Linked DNA regions of Mus musculus: region 2 is linked to region 1. A link is a contact called in public HiChIP or PLAC-seq data. All regions are on one chromosome and are shown on one strand. Each heading gives the region's core, a stretch centred on a gene start, on an enhancer-like site or on the middle of the called end of the contact. The rest is flanking DNA. Distances are from core to core; before and after follow the strand shown. Region 1 overlaps Raf1 (v-raf-leukemia viral oncogene 1). Region 2 overlaps Efcab12 (EF-hand calcium binding domain 12).

Region 1 (7,763 bases), core at 2,898-5,397:
TGTTTCTGTTCCCCCATTCCTTATACTTTTTTGTTGTTGTTGTTTTTTTCGAGACACGGTTTCTCTGTATAGCCCTGGCTGTCCTGGAACTTACTCTGTATACCAGGCTGGACTCAAACTCAGAAATCTGCCTGCCTCTGCCTCCAAAGTGCTGGGATTAAAGGCGTGTGCCACCACCTCCCAGCTCCTTCTTTCCTTATAGTTCTCTTTCTTTCTCTTATCTTTATCTTGCTGTATCTAGCTGGCCTCACACTTATAGCTTCCAGGTAGTCGTCTGTCCTTAGCTTTCTGAGAAGCAGGGACTATGGGCACATTATCATATTATTTATATGAATTTGCCAATTTGAGACTTTTGTATGAATAGAGTCAGTATTTGGACTTTGCCTTGGCCCAATGTCTAACATTGCTGTGTTTTCACATGTGCGGTGCTGTCTCCCTCACTGTGCTCTGGACAACCAAAACTCAAGCTGAAAGGTAATTGTTGAATAGGAGTCATCTTTTGCTGGTCTGGGTTCATTGCCATGAGAGACTTTTAAAAATTACTATTTATTTTTTATTTTTTATTTATATGTGTGTTTTGCCTGTATGTGTGTCTGTGCACCATGTACTTGCCTGGTGCCCATGGGAGCCAGAAGAAGGCACCAGATCCCCTAGAACTAGAGATACAGATGGTTGCTCACTGCCATTGGGTGCTAACGACTGAACCCAGGTCCTCTAGAAGAGCACCCTGAGGCTTGAGCCCTCTCTCCAGCTCCTCAAGAGTGACTGCTGAAAGCATGAAGGTCCAGAGCTTTGTCTCTGGCATATACTGCTTCCCTTCTGCCTTTGGCTTTGAGCTGCAGCAGAGGCCCTGAGCAGAAGTCAAGCAGACACTGTGACATACTGTTGCCTTTCTAGCCTCCAGACCATGAGCCAAAATAACTGTACAAATGCTGTCTCATGTTCTGTTGGAACAACTGAAAATGGACTGACACTCTTGTCCTCAGTTCTGCTTTTCCCAGTATTTTCCTATTATTAAGAACATACCTGTGTTAGATGAGTTCTTAAAATATTAGCTGGACAGTTAGAAATGAACAATTCTTGAGTTTTAAATTGTGTGCCATTTGGGGTAGCATGAGGAAATCTTACATCATCTTTTCTGTCCTGCCTGGGACACGAGTCATCTTCTGGTTCAGCATGCTTGTGTAGATCTATATGCTTCCCTCCAGTCACATAGTTGCTGTCTTGCTATCAGATCCTCTGTGTGGTATTGCAGACTGGTACTCACACTAACCCCTGCCCCCCCCCCCCGTTTTTTTTTTTTTTTTTTTTACTTGATAATGGCTCATTTTGCAAGAGGATAAACTGAAGAGAAGCAATAAGAAACCTAAGAAAAGAAGTGTGCAAACTGTAGACATCTGTGCTGCGAAGGAATAAGAGATTTGTTCCAGCTTTGCTGTTGTGCCTCACAGTTGTGGCCATCCTGCATGACAAGCTGGGCATTGGGGAGTTTGACTAGAACTTATTAAGTACTAGCTATGGGCCCTGGCCTTACTGAGGTCTGAAATATACACCTGCAGCATGAGGGACTTCTCTACTAGAATTTAATTCCTTTTTTTTGTTTGTTTCTTTTAAAAAAAATACTTTTATTTAATCTTTGGCAGTATCATGCATGTGTGTATATTTTGATCCTACCTTCCAACTCCTCATTACTTTTTATAATCAAGTACTACTAATCTTTTGTTTAGATAATGTCTCCTTGTCACTTAATGGACTTTGGGTCCCTGCCCCCCTTGGCTATTTGGAATAATGCTGATAGGGAATCTGATGTTTTAAGGTTAGTAACACCACTTGGGCTGGAGCCGTGGCTCAGCACTTCAGAAGGCTGCTTGTTCTTGCAGAGCATCTGGTTCAGTTCCCAGCACCCACAGTAGTTGACTCCCAACCACTTGTAACTCCAGCTCCAGGGCATCTACAGCTCTGGCCTCCATAGACACCTGTATTCACATGCAAATATCCTGCCCTCCATACACAAAAATGATAACAGTTTTTAAAATTACTTGGAAGTCCTATAATTTTAGTTGATAAAAAAATTGTTCTGGACAGACTTTTGGAAGGCAAAAGGATAATTTTATTAGGCTTTATGTTGTACATTGAAGATAGGATTTTTTTTTTAATTTGTAAATTGATGTCTCCAGATCTTGAGACTTCATGCTGGGAGTAGGACTTGATGCAGTGTTACCCATTCTTGCTGTCACAAGGAAGAAACCACTAAGAAAGATACTGAGGGTTAGGTAGCTGTCCTAGGAACTTCAGATTTAGTAATTTTAGTAATGTTCCACTTTTAATGATCAGCATGCTTTTTTTTTAAATGACATAATAAATTCAGTTAACTGTAACTAAAGAAATGGCAAAATATATGTACAATAAAGTTTCCTGGGTATACTGGTGCATATCCTTACTCCCACCCAGCACTTGGCAGGTGGAGGCAGGCAGCCCGCCTGGTCTCCTACATTGCAAGTTACAGGCCAGCCAGGGTTACATAGCGAGACCTTGTCTTAAAAAAAGAGGTTATGGCTGTAGAGAGGGCTCAGCAATTAAGAACGTTGGCTGCTCTTCTAGAGGACCTGGGTTTGGTTCCCAGTACTCACACTGGCTGACATATAGCCACCTGTAACTCCAGTTCCAGGAGATTTGATGTCCTCTTCTGGCCTCTATAGGCACCAGGCATGTACATGATGCACAGACATACATTCAGACAAAACACCAATACATATATCTATATCTATATCACCCATATATATATTTATATATATCACATATGTGATATTTATCTTTAATTATATATATAATAAGGATATATATATATATACACATATAAATTAAAGATAAATAAAATAACTTTTTAAAAGTTAACCACTTTTAAAGATTTATTATTCTATGAGTATGTGTGTGTGTTTCTGTGTACCACATGAATACAAATGCTCTCAGGCCAGAAGAGGATTCTGGGTTCCTCTGGAGTTACAGGTGGTTCAAGGTTAGCTTGTGTTAATCTAAAAATTCCAGTCTAGTCTATAGTCTAGATCCTGAGTCAAAACAACAATGACAAAAAACCCGAACCAAAAGTTGAGACTGTTTTGGCTTCTCTGTGTCATTTGTGTTTCCATATGAGTTTTAGGATCAGCTTGTCATCTTCTACAAAAATGTTTGATTTTTAAAAAAAATTAAAAAAATTTTTTGTCACCTTGACACAAGCTAGAATAATTTGAGAAGAGGGGGCCACAGTTGAAAAATGCTTCCATAACATTGGTCTACCTGTGGGTCATTTTCTTAATCAGTAACTGATTATGGGGGAGCCCAGTCCACTGTGGGTGGTCCTGGGAGTATAAGAAAGCAAGCCAGGAGGAGCAAGCCAGCAAATAGCACTCTTTTTATGGCCTCAGCTTTTTTTGTTCCTGCCTCAGGTTTCTGTCTCAAGTTCCTACCTTGACTTCTCTGGATGATGGAATACAGCTGTAAAATGAAATAAACCCTTTTCTCCCCAAGTTTTTTTTGGTCATGATATTTTATCACAGGATTGAAACCATAAATAGGGATTGATTGAAACCCCTAGATGAATGTGGAGATTATTGCCCCTTTAACAGTGACCTGTGTATTGATACGCATGGCCCAACATGCTCATGAGTTTGTCTGTTTTCAGTTTTTTTAATTTAATTTAATTAAAAAATTTTTTTTTCTGTTTTCAGTTTTAAGAACCCCATGCCCAGTGTCTCCATTTAAGATCAAGTTCCAGCTTTGATTCTGCTGTAATTTTTCAAGGTTGGGGCTAGAGTGTGAGGGAGATGGCTGTTAAATGAACATAAGTGTTCCTTTAAAGGGAAGTGTAGGTTGTGCATCTCACTTTGCTGAAAGAGAACTCTGTAGACTGCTTGTGAACAGTCAGCTGTGCTGGTACACTTGTGTGATCCCTGAACTTAGGAGGTGGAGGCTAGAGAGGCTAGGCTGGGCTACAATGAGGTCCCCTGTCTAGGAAAACAGGGTGGGCAGGGGAAGCCACGCAGCTTTTGAAATGACCCTTGATGTTTGCTTTGAGGCAGGAGAGATGACAGAGGACAGGCTTTGTTTAGCAAGAGACTGCTGGAGGTACAGGAGAGTGGAAGTGAACTGACAGACTTTAGGTCAGGTCTAGAATTTTATGGTGATTAGGTTTGTTTAAAAGCCTGGGGTGGGGCTGGAGTTCTGGCTCAGAGGTTGAGAGGTTAAGTGTACTGGCTGGTCTTGCAAAGGACTGGGGTGTGGTCCCAGTCCTCTTGTGGCAGCTCACAACTCAATTATCAGTAACTCCAGTTCCAGGGGCTCCAGTGCCATCTTTTAGCCTCCCTGGGCTCTAGGAACTGTTAAGTACAAGGTCATATTATGTAAAGGACATCTTTTCTGCTAGCATAGTGTTCCACTAAAGGCCTTTGCCTTTCTCACCTAACAGAAGAGCAGTGAGCTGCTGTACTTAAAATGTACTGCATTGCACCCAACATGTATTCCTTCATTTTGTGCATGCATGAGTGTGAGTGTGTGTTTGTGCCATGGGGCACATGTGGAGATCAGAGGGCAGCTTGATGCTGGTTCTTATCGTCCACCGTGTGAGTAGAGGTGATCAAACTCAGGACAGGGTTGATGTCAAGCCGTCTACACGCCCAGCATCTCTCTGGCCCTCCCTACCTTTTACATTTTTATTTATTTATGATTATTGTGTGTTTATGGCATGTGACTGCATATGTGCTTGCTATGGTTCAAATGTGGAGAACAGAGGACAACTTAATAAGAGTCATGTGTCACTTTGCACTATGGCTTCTGGATATTGAACTCAGGCTTGAATGACAAGTGCTTTTACCCAAGAGAGCCACTTCGTTGGCTCTGGTTCACTATTTATATTTATTATTTTACCTCAAATCAAGGAACAGCAGTGTTATATAAGAACTTGTAAGAATGTGGAGATTAAGCAGAGCTCCTAGGAGAGTTGCATATAATATTATACTTTCTATACTATTTTGGTAAAAGGAAGTCAGCAGTGTTACTTTAGTTAACTATCTGGTTTCTCCAGGGCTTTGAGCTAGATAGAAATTAGGAAGTATTAGAGAAATGCAAACAAAGCCCTTCTAGCACCAGCTGAGGCTTTCTCCCCCTCAAACCCCTGTTAGGGTCATTGGTTGTAGTCAGTGCCTTGCCCCATATTCCTTAAAGTCATCCAGGAGGGATGTGTCCTGTGTTTTGTGAAGTGCTGCCCTGTTGGATTATGTCAGTCATGTTCAGCCACCAGGAAGTTCTCAGAACCCAGCACAAGCCTTACTGCTTCCTCCATGGGGAAGATAATAAGCTTACGGGGCTAAGTTCCCAGAAAACAAAAGTAAAACAAAAAGCATATCTGTGTAGAAGGTTTCTAGAAGACTGAATTAGAACTTCTTTAATTGTGGAGAGTTAGAATGTTCTGAGTGAATTATCTTGGGCTACCTTTAGTCCTCTTAATAGTCATTCATTGTCCAAGCATCTATTTGGTCAAACACTTGGATATCAAGCAAAACCTCTGAACTGTCCTCTGAACAGACCTTTAGGTTCCACCCATCCCCAGTCTCACTGTGGCTTGGGTGGATCTGGAGCCTGGAGTAGAACGCCCCGCTCCCCTTGCATCCTCTTGCTCTGTTCCTGCTGGTGAACTCAGTTAGTACGTTGACATATGACTTCTTTCCCTTGTAGCCACTTCTATGATGAGGCTTGTCATTTGAGGCCACATAAGTCCTCGTTCCTAGGCTGCTGCCACTCATTTTTGGCTTAGAATAAATTCTCTCTCATTCCTTTGAGGTGAGCTGTGCTGTGCTGTGTCCTGTCAGCAGGACCATAGGTGCATGGGAACTTAATTGTGGGTTATCTGCTGTTTCTTCTTTTCCTTAGAAGAAAAGAAAAGAAAAACATTTGTGTATGTAAACATTGCTAGTGGGAGTTTGATGTTTCTAGACTCAGGTCATTAGGGGTTCCTATGTCTGGCACATGTATGCCTCTTCTGGCCTGCTGGCAATTTCCTTTGCTTCTTTCCTATATTCAGTGTCCCATTGCTTCCTGTGTCTTAAGTTCTTTTCTCTCTTGACTTATGTGAATAATGAGGCCCTTCAGAAAGCGACATGGACAGCCAAGCTCATGAATCATGAATGTTAAAAAGCTCTCTCTTTTACCCTTCCTTAGAGTTTTCTTTCATATTGTACTGACATTTCTTCCAATGTTGAGACTTGAAGCCATTCTGATTCCTGATCCTTTGGCGAAAACTTCTGAAGTCTTGTTTTCTTGTCATTATAAAATAAGTGTGATGCATTCTTAATCTGATAGAGTTCAGGTCCCCATCCATGTGCTTTGGTCTCTGGTCCTTTATTTTATATTGGAAGTTCTCTGCTAATCTCTTTTGTTAACAGGACAAGATTAAGAACTGACTGTGGTCTTAGAGCACAGGTGAGCTTTACTGAACATTGTGGTATGATGGGGAAGCTCAGCATGTTCTTTGAGTCTGGTTGCTGAGCTGGGGAGGAGGCTGCCGGTTTTTGCAGTCAGATGTTGAGTTAGTTTAGGCTCAAGTGTTGGGCCTGTTGAAGTAGCATCTGGTCTGTCTTTACAGTCCATGTTGGTCTATAATCAGAGCTCTGTGTGCCTCCGCCCAGCTGATGGCCTGGGTCTTTTGGTTTGTTTTGAGTCTTGCTTTGTATATCAGGCTGGCCTTGAACTCTACATCTTCCTGCTCTGTTGGGAGTGCTGGGCATATACAGACTTGTACCTGTACTACCTGGCCTGCTGTGGTCTGTCTCTTTCTTTCTTCCTTTCTGTCTGTCTGTCTGTCTCTCTCTCTGTCTGTCTGTCTCTTTCTTTGCTGAGTCACCTCTCCAGTTCTGTTTTTCAAAGGCATATATATAAACATAAGTTTATGATTAAATACTAGAAAGAATCATGCGATTCTTAGGCATGTTACAGGACTGGGGATGTGGCTTGGTGGTAGAGTGCTTTCCTACCTGGAAGTGTGCTGTGTGGGTAGAAGGAAAGAAAGAAAGTTACACCCGGTAGTGTTGGCTTCTTTTGTCTGTCTGTGTCTTTATCCTCTGTAAATTTGAAAAGTGTTTGGTACTTCTGAGAGATGAAGCAGTGGCACACCGCCTGCCCCCCAGAACGGGATGACAAAAAGTAGATGCCTATTGACTAGTCATTTAAACAAACTGAAAGGCCTTTCTTAACATAAAAATCATCCAAAATCTAATTTTAAAATGTAAGAAAAGACAGTATAAATTTTTATTCACCCAGTTTTAGTGAGAATTGTATATGAGATTACTCTTTTCAACATCTCATTTGTCTATTCCCTAGGTGTTTGTCTTTCTGTTTCAGCCGCGCCACCCCCCCACCCCCCTTTGTTCGACTTTAGCCTGTGCTAATCACTTTTCTGGGGTGAGTGCTCACATGGCAGTGTACCACAGTCTTTCCCCACTGCACATATTCAGAGTACATGGCATCATTTTTCTTTCTTTTTTTTTTTTTTTACTGTAAACCTGAACTACTGTACCATCTGCTGACTTCTATAGCGTCCGTGTATACTCTGAACGTCATCGTCTTTTAGGGTGGGTGTATTTCTAATGCTAGGCTTTTGTCTCTGCTCTTTGGAAAAAGGAAAAGATAAAATGTTCTTGAGTTTGAGAAGGTGCAGTCTGTGGTTCTGCTTTGGTCAGAAGTTACAAAGAATTAAACTCCAGCAATGACTGAAA
Region 2 (7,763 bases), core at 3,232-5,731, 170 kb before region 1:
CTATTGAGCTAAGGACACCTTGCAGTAACAGCAAGGGTGAAAAGCCAGAGGTCAGCTAAGGGGCTAAGCCTGTCTATCAAAATAAAAACCAATCTTTATTAATATAGAAATATCTACTCTTCTAGCCCTCTAGGTAAACCTAAATTTTTAACTCAGACTGAAAACCACGTGCTGGAAATGTCCTGAGACTGGGGGTAACAGCTGCCACCTGTGTGCTCTAGGGGGGCGGGGATGTACATCCACTGCTCCGCCTCGAGAATGTTGATTTACCTGCTTGAAAGACAAAATCTTGAAAGACAGTGAGAAAGTAGGAAAGCAGAACTTCTTTTGGGGAACTCTAGGTACTTTATTTAAATGCAAACTGTAAAGCTGAGGCTAGTCTCCGGCCTCCTGTTGGGGAGCTGGCTCAGAGAGTAGCTTTTTCGGAGCCTGAGTCCTCAAGCCGACTTTTAAGCAAAAGAGTAATTTTAGTCCTCAAGGTGATACTTTAGAAGATTTAGAATCTGTGTTCATCTAACAAATTAATTTATCTGGCAGCCACTGCGCTCTATCTTCATCTCGTGAAAAAACACAAACTGAGTCCCTACCCCAAATTAGAACTGGATCTGGACCCTTCTATTCATTAGTCAGGGGGTCCTTCCATTTTACTAATGTATTAAGTGAACAATTGCTCTTTAATAGCTTTTTCTACTAGCTGTAAGGCCAGCAATCCTTCTGAGGTTATGGATCTAGGGGAAGTGGGGGATGTGCTCTGAATTAACTTTGCTAGGTAATTTAGAATATAGGAATCTCTAACATTGGACTGAATATTAGACCAGTCTGAGATTGAGTTAGAATGGCTGGTCACACTGAAGAAAGGAGAAAAATCATTATGACTCTATTAAATGACTAATTTTACTAAGTCTGAATATACAGTCTCTGATGTACTATTGCCATAAAGTTAAAAGGCTAGAAGCTAGTCTAAACTGGAAAAATGACAAGTAAGGATGGATCTAAAACATGAATTTAATTTAGTTTTTTAGTCAATACAATCAGGACATGAGTCAACTTACCTACCAGCTCGTCACACGAATTAATATGTTTTTGAAGCGTTTTGTGGAGAAAACCTGTTTTTCCCTTTTCTAATAAGGTAGCTGTTTTAGGATCAATCTATAAGCCAATAAGTAGATCCCTTTAAGATACTATAAAGCATTTATTAAACTCTTTGACATTAAAATATTAGATTTTGAAAATAAAGGTAAGACTTAAATAGTGTGCATGGGAATGCACTAAATAGTATGCACGGAGATACAATTTCTCTCTTTTTTGTCTTTTAAGAAGTTAAAGTTTTAAAATTTTACAATACCTAAACCTTTGAATTAATAACTAGTTGACAAAACATTTTAAATACTTGGCTGTAAAGGGGCAGTGACTAATTGCACTTTTAATCAATTTTTTTAAGGAGCAGTTGTAACTAGAAGGCTTGTAAAGTTATTAAGAGTTACATGTGCATAATTTATTTATTAACTAGAAATATGCATAAGCAATTGTAAATTTGAGAATTAATAGTATCTGAGGGATGAACAATTTAAGCAATTGCGAGCTCAGAGATATGGCATTGACTATTAATATACAAATTAAGGTTTGATTGTTCAGCATTTTAAAACACCATCTACAGCACACAACTAGATCATCTGTGCTGGAACAGGGGAAACTGTGTCTTAAGACTCCGCCCCACAGAAGCTAGTTGGGCCCACGTGGGCCAACGATCGGCTGGGAGGATGAGAAAAATGACTTTACAATAATGTTTTCTTTTTGGCCAAAGAATTGTTTTGGGCACAACCAATTTTTAATTACCAATTAATAACAATTATAAAAGCTTTATTTTTTGTAGAAACTTTTGTAGTAAACTAAAACCCTAAGTAATAAAAGGATATTGTCTCTGAATCTTTTGGGTGAGAGCAAGGATTTAAGGTAAACTTCAAGAAGCATTAGTTAATAAAATACTTTTCACTTAGGAAACAATATACACTGAAAGATTAAAAATCTTGGCTTCTTGTATAGAAGCAGAAACAATAACAATTTTTTCTTACATAATGTAAAGTTACATTAGCCATACCTAGAGGCAAAATTTTCTAGTGATTACAGTTCACTAGAAGCAAAACTCTTTGAATTTAAGCATTATTTTAAACATCTGAATAGATCTGCAACACTGTTAAAAAGAATTTCTCTTGAACACCGGGAAAAATCTTTCTCAGGCACTGTTTGCAAAACAAAAGAAAGGCCACAAGCTGCTCTGGGGCTGCCCAGAGCCCTGCATTGACTCAAACGTAAAATACTTTTTAATCTGAGCATCCTGGCCCTCTTGTAATAAGGACCGATTCTAGAGAAACAATATAACTGTCTACGCCTCCAAATTTTGATACTCTTTCTTAAGATGACTTACAGTTAAAACGTTCTTCACAACTTTAGTGTTGTGAAAAAATTGCCCGTACTGCAGTTTCCTGCCAGGCAGCAACTATAACCAAACTGTTTGTCTAATCTATTTACAAAGACAAACATAACTAGATAACTCTGTCACAGTTTTGTACGAAGTGAGCTGTATGAGCGCTCTCATAAGATGATTACTCTTGTAATTATCTTAATTACAGTATACAGGTGAATTAAAGATCTTAAATTTGAAGTCAAACTGCAAGCTGCAGTCAATGGAACAATAGCAGTTTTAACCATAATTTTTAAGTTTTTTGTGCAAGGTTAGGATAATACCTGTAACCTTGGGAAAGCAAAACCCAAGTTTAAAACAATTTATTATCTTTAAAATCAATATTAGAAGCATTACTATCATATTACGAAGTTTGGATGTCAATTAATACCTATGAATACCTATTAAAGCAAGCTTTAATGCTTTAATAAAGAGACATTGCTTTAAATCTTATTTTAAATTTTACTATTTAGGATACGAACCACATTAATTATTACCTAAACTAGAAATATCTTTAGAGACCCAGCCTCTTGGGCTGCCTTATGCCATGTGTCGGAAGGACTCTAAACTTGAGTTATTAAATTTAACACTAACCATCTGTAGCAATGTAACAATTATTAATCTTAACCAACAACTTATGAGCTGATTGTGAAAACACTCAGAGCACATTATCAATAAAAAAGAACCAAATGAAGCAGTTACATTTAGACCAATCAGAGAATAATAATTTTTGTAGCTACAACCATAAAAATAAAAAACACTTTACCATTGTCAAACACATTAATCATGAACCATTTACTAGCTTTTTTACTCTGAAACTTAGAGGCTGTGCACTCGCCCTTATTTCCTAAAACGAACAGTTTTTCCAGCAGGGGCCCTCTCGCCACGTGTCTGATTCCTGGCTGAAACACGTGGCTCTCGGCTTTGCAGATAAAGTTTTTTATACCATCTTTATTATCCAACACAAAACATAGAACATTCATTCATACAGACTGGACACGAACATACATGAATTGAACACGAGAACAGATTGGTGCACCGGACATTAGACAAGACACAAAAGGGAACAGAGTACTCTTGCTATAAGGCCCAGAGAGAAATTTCTCTCTGCTTTTGGGGACACTTTCCTCCCTTATGATGCATTTTTTATTAACTGGGGCAATCCGCCTATTCCTTTTAATAAACCCTTTCTTTTCTCACACCTCATGTAGCTTCGGAGAGCTACGGCCTACCGCCTATTACCCAGCTCCTCACTGCTGAACCTAAGTGAACCAGCGCTCGGGTTTAACGCTGTCTCAGCTTAGCCCATACCTTCTCCGGTATGAATTTCCCTTATCCTTTATTTTATGGAGCTCCGAACCAGCAGCGTCTCTTCCAAAAATCCTTTGCCGTTTCTCAGTCCCGCGTTGGTTCGCCAATTGTTGTGTCCGGCCAGCAGACCACAACCTGGGTTCTAGCCTGGAAAGGCATTTTGGAAACCTGGAAGAGAAGAGGGGCTAGGTGGCGAGAGAAAAGAATGTAGCCAAGACAGTTACTCTGATCAAGGCTCAAATTTTATTGTTGCGACACTAGTTATGAAGGAAGGGGGAGGGGACCCGATTCCCGCCGAATAATCTCGGGTCCAGTAGAAAGGTGCACGTGTGTGGCTCCTCAGGTTCCAGCAGTGGGCGTGGCAGAACGAATGAGCAGGAAGCTCCACCCCGAGCAAGCAGGTTTCAGGCTGGGGGAGGGGAGACTACACATGAGGGCTAGCCAATTGGAGTTAAGAGCTACCCAGATGGAACATGGCAAATTATGACTTGGTTTACTGAAGGGAACATAGATTCTAATAGCATTGAGGGGATATCTACCCGGTTCTAGTGATGATTGAGGCATTATAAATATAAAGCTTGTGTTTCTTTTATCTGGGAACAGGATAATCAAAGACAGGGTAGAAGCCCCTGCTGGAGATTGAATACTTCCTACAACAGCAGACCAGCACTTAGACCCAAGCTCTCTGGCTCAGAGCCTTTGCCCCCACCAGAGGGTGCTGTGATACCTAGGATGGTCAGACAGAATGAGGTAGATTCTTTGGAGCACATGCAGAGTGTAATAGGAATCAGACTGTAGAAAAGCCCTTGGCTTCATGTCTTCTGTTGGTGTGTGCAGGTGATGTTAGCTAACACCGTTTTCCTTACCATTGTGATGCAGTGATGCAGCCAGGCCAGGGACCAGGCACCCTGATACACAACTAGTTCCTACAACAGCCCCTTCCCTCATTTCTTCTTAGTGCTCTTCCAAAAAGGAAGTCACCCTGTAACCTTCTTCTCCCAAGGGTCCCACCACTCTTTCACCTCCATAGAAGATGACCTCGATGAAACCACCAGCAAGGTTCCTGTCTTCAAACCTGAGCTAGTCACTGCCCATTGCTTCAGGCAGTTGAAGCAGAAAGACTTCCGCCTGCCAAAGAGCCGCCGGAGGATCATCATTGTGCCTGGCACAAAGGACCAAGTGCCAGCCCGGCCCACAGTTCCGCCTGAAGCTCCCCTCCCACTCATGCCTAGCTTCAGAGTTCTGGATACTAGCGACACCCAGGAGCTACCAGTGGACAAGAAGGTCTGGCTGAATCAGAGGGCAAAGCTTCGGAGGCAGCTGGAGACATTCGGTGATGTCAAGACATGGCTGGACAATAAGCCCAACATCACATCATCAGAGTTCAGGGTTCTGTCCATGATTCGCCAGGAGCAGAAAACCCCAAAACATACCTTGATTTCAATCAGGAGAGCCAAGGTGAGAAGTCCTAATGGCCAGAAGGTGCTGAAGGCGTCAGGGTAGTTGTTGTCATTTTGTTTCCTTGGATTAGACATGACAAAGTGGTTTACCCCCATTTTACAGAGGAGCAAAACCGAGTCCCCAAAGGAAAGTGTATGAGTGATCTATTGCTGCATAACAAATACTCCAGAGTGACTTTAAAAAGAAAAGAATCAAATGACTATCATTCTATACAGCTGTGTCTGTGATTCTGGAATCTAACTAAAAGGCTTTGTCTCCATCCATATTAAGAGACTGCAGTGCAATACAGAGGACAGCCTCTGCCTCCCAAGCTTGTTCAAATGGCTTCAGTGCCTACAATAAGAAGGCTTGCTGCCCACAAAGGAAGCCTTCCAGTATGGAGAGGAGGGGAGCCAGTGCTGGTTACACCCTCGGCTCTGGTCTTGTTACTGCGTCGTAACAGGATGAGCCGCTGAGTACTGGCCGCACCATGGGAATAGAAAGAGTCCATCTTGGCAGGGGGAAAGTCAAGGACCACGTGGATGTGATTTCAAAGCACCCCGGCTGGGGCACACTAGCAGTCTGTCTTGATGATGGACACCTGTCTGCTGGCGTGGGCAGGTGATAAACCAGTGCTTGTGGGCTGATTTGAAGATCAAGGCTATCGGGTTAGGGAGAGGAGGAAGGCCACCTGTGATGTCATTGCCTAACTTGGAACCATGGTTTGTACACTAAGAATTGAAGGTCAGCCCCCCATCCTCAATAAGCCAATGAAAGTACCCTAGTAAGAACAGGGGGTAAAAATGAGATTTATTCAGTATGGCCACATTGAGAACAGGGCAAATATATGCAGTGGATCCTGACCTCCAGACCATCTTTGGGCTTCAAAGTGAGATTGAACTTTAACAAGAGGGGTAGGGATATGCACATCTAAGCAGTCCTCCTCATCTGCCCCACTCTTGCCTCTTCTAGGACAGAGCTCTCAGACATGTCCGCCTAATTGCACCACAGCTGCGGCTGCCTAAGCCCCCTGTCCTGTCTGACATGTACGCCTACCTTCGTAGTCGAAAGATCAAGATCCTAGAGATATTTAGCAAGGGGGAGCGGGGCGAGAACCAGCGCATCTCCAGGGAGGAATTTCTCATGGCTCTGAAGGCGGTAAGTATGAGCTTCCCAACGGGGCTTGGTGTATGGTCCTCCCTCCCTTCCCCAGGCTCTGCACTCCTGAGGGGCAGCCTCCTATTTGCAGAACCACACTAGGAAACATGGCACAACCCACTGTCAGTTCACAGCCTTAAAACAACCAGGCTGACCTGGAGAGATGGCTCAGGGGTTATGAGCCTGGCTGCTCTCACAGAGGACCCACACGGCCACTACCAATCACCTCTAACTCCATCCGCAAAGGATCTAACGTCCTATTCTGGCTTCCAAGTGCCCTGCACGCACATGCTGCATAGATACACATGAGGGCAGAACATTCATATACACACCCAAGATAAGCTGCATACATTCTTAACTGCTGTCCCAGCCCTCTCGCCCATAGCTGTCTCTCCAGCAGGGGCTTCATACACCAGCAAGCTCTTTACTACTGAACTATATATATCCAGACTTATACTTTCAACTAATCAATTTCCAAACATTTTTATGAAATACAATTATGTGAACATCCAAAACATTTTTTTTTCAGAGCTGAGGACTGAACCCAGGGCCTTGTGCTTGCTAGGCAACTGCTCTACCACTGAGCTAAGTCCCCAACCCTCAAAACCTTTTTTAAAAGTTAATGTCTTCAACTAATAAAACAAACAAAACAAAAGTTTAAATATTAAATCCTGGGCCAGGAGAGGTGGCTTAGCAGTTAAGAGCACTTACTGTTCTTGCAAAGGACCGAAGTTCACAGCACCCAATGACAGCGCACAATCCCCTGTACGCCAGTTCCATGGTAGCTGTCACCTTCTTTGAAACTCTGTGGATACTAGGCATGTTTGTGGTTCACTTACAGACATACAGTCAAGACACTCATACACATAAAATAAAAATAAATCTTTTTTAAAATGCTTAACTATGAAGTTCTTTCGCACCAGGGCAGTTCCGAGCTGATCCAAGGACAGCTAAGTAAGCAGTGACTGTTGTCTAAAGAGAATGGAGAGACGACTATATTCATAATCACGTTTCCTTTCAAACTTGTCTTTATGAACATTCAATGTTTGTTTCCTTTCACACTTTTCTTTATGAACATTCACTGTTTCTGGGTAAGTACAGCATACCTCCAAAGATGTCTATTGTCCTTTGTATTAGTCAGCGTTCTCTAGAGAAACAGAACTGATTTAAAAAGTATGTATGTATTGTATGTATGTATGTATGTGTGTGTGTGTGTGTGTGTGTGTATGTATGTATGTATGTATGTATGTTCAGTATTTATTAGGGCAGCTTACAGGTTATGGTCCAACTAGTCCAACAGTGGTTGTATCCAGATGGAAGGTCCAACAATCCAGTAGTTGTTCGGTCTAGATGTCTCAGCTGGTCTTCAGTATATGTTGAAATCCCAAAGGAG

The links. HiChIP or PLAC-seq counts read pairs in DNA pulled down with a chosen protein or histone mark.
Region 2: a contact with region 1 is called in a FOXA1 HiChIP or PLAC-seq map of pancreatic cancer cells. The contact joins two enhancer-like sites. A contact is called at or near these places in 2 of 484 Hi-C or Micro-C datasets (embryonic stem cells and nephron progenitors), 1 of 115 datasets of contacts at active chromatin or transcription factors (pancreatic cancer cells) and 1 of 9 other capture datasets (pancreatic islet).

Annotation. Positions count from the first base shown.
Region 1 is chr6:115,647,550-115,655,312 of GRCm38.p6, reverse strand. All of the region lies in intron 1 of Raf1 (v-raf-leukemia viral oncogene 1), which reads left to right. Among named protein-coding and RNA genes, the nearest start is that of D830050J10Rik, 25 kb to the left of the region's middle. Within about 2 kb of position 4,147, at least 92 of the 459 cell types and tissues checked have an H3K27ac peak or open chromatin away from gene starts, as enhancers often do. A contact at or near this core is called in pancreatic cancer cells, where this site is marked.
Region 2 is chr6:115,820,724-115,828,486 of GRCm38.p6, reverse strand. It overlaps Efcab12 (EF-hand calcium binding domain 12), which reads left to right. Exons shown (of 9, transcript NM_001110506.1): 2 at 4,776-5,230; 3 at 6,185-6,370. Among named protein-coding and RNA genes, the nearest start is that of Efcab12, 14 kb to the left of the region's middle. Within about 2 kb of position 4,481, at least 116 of the 459 cell types and tissues checked have an H3K27ac peak or open chromatin away from gene starts, as enhancers often do. A contact at or near this core is called in pancreatic cancer cells, where this site is marked.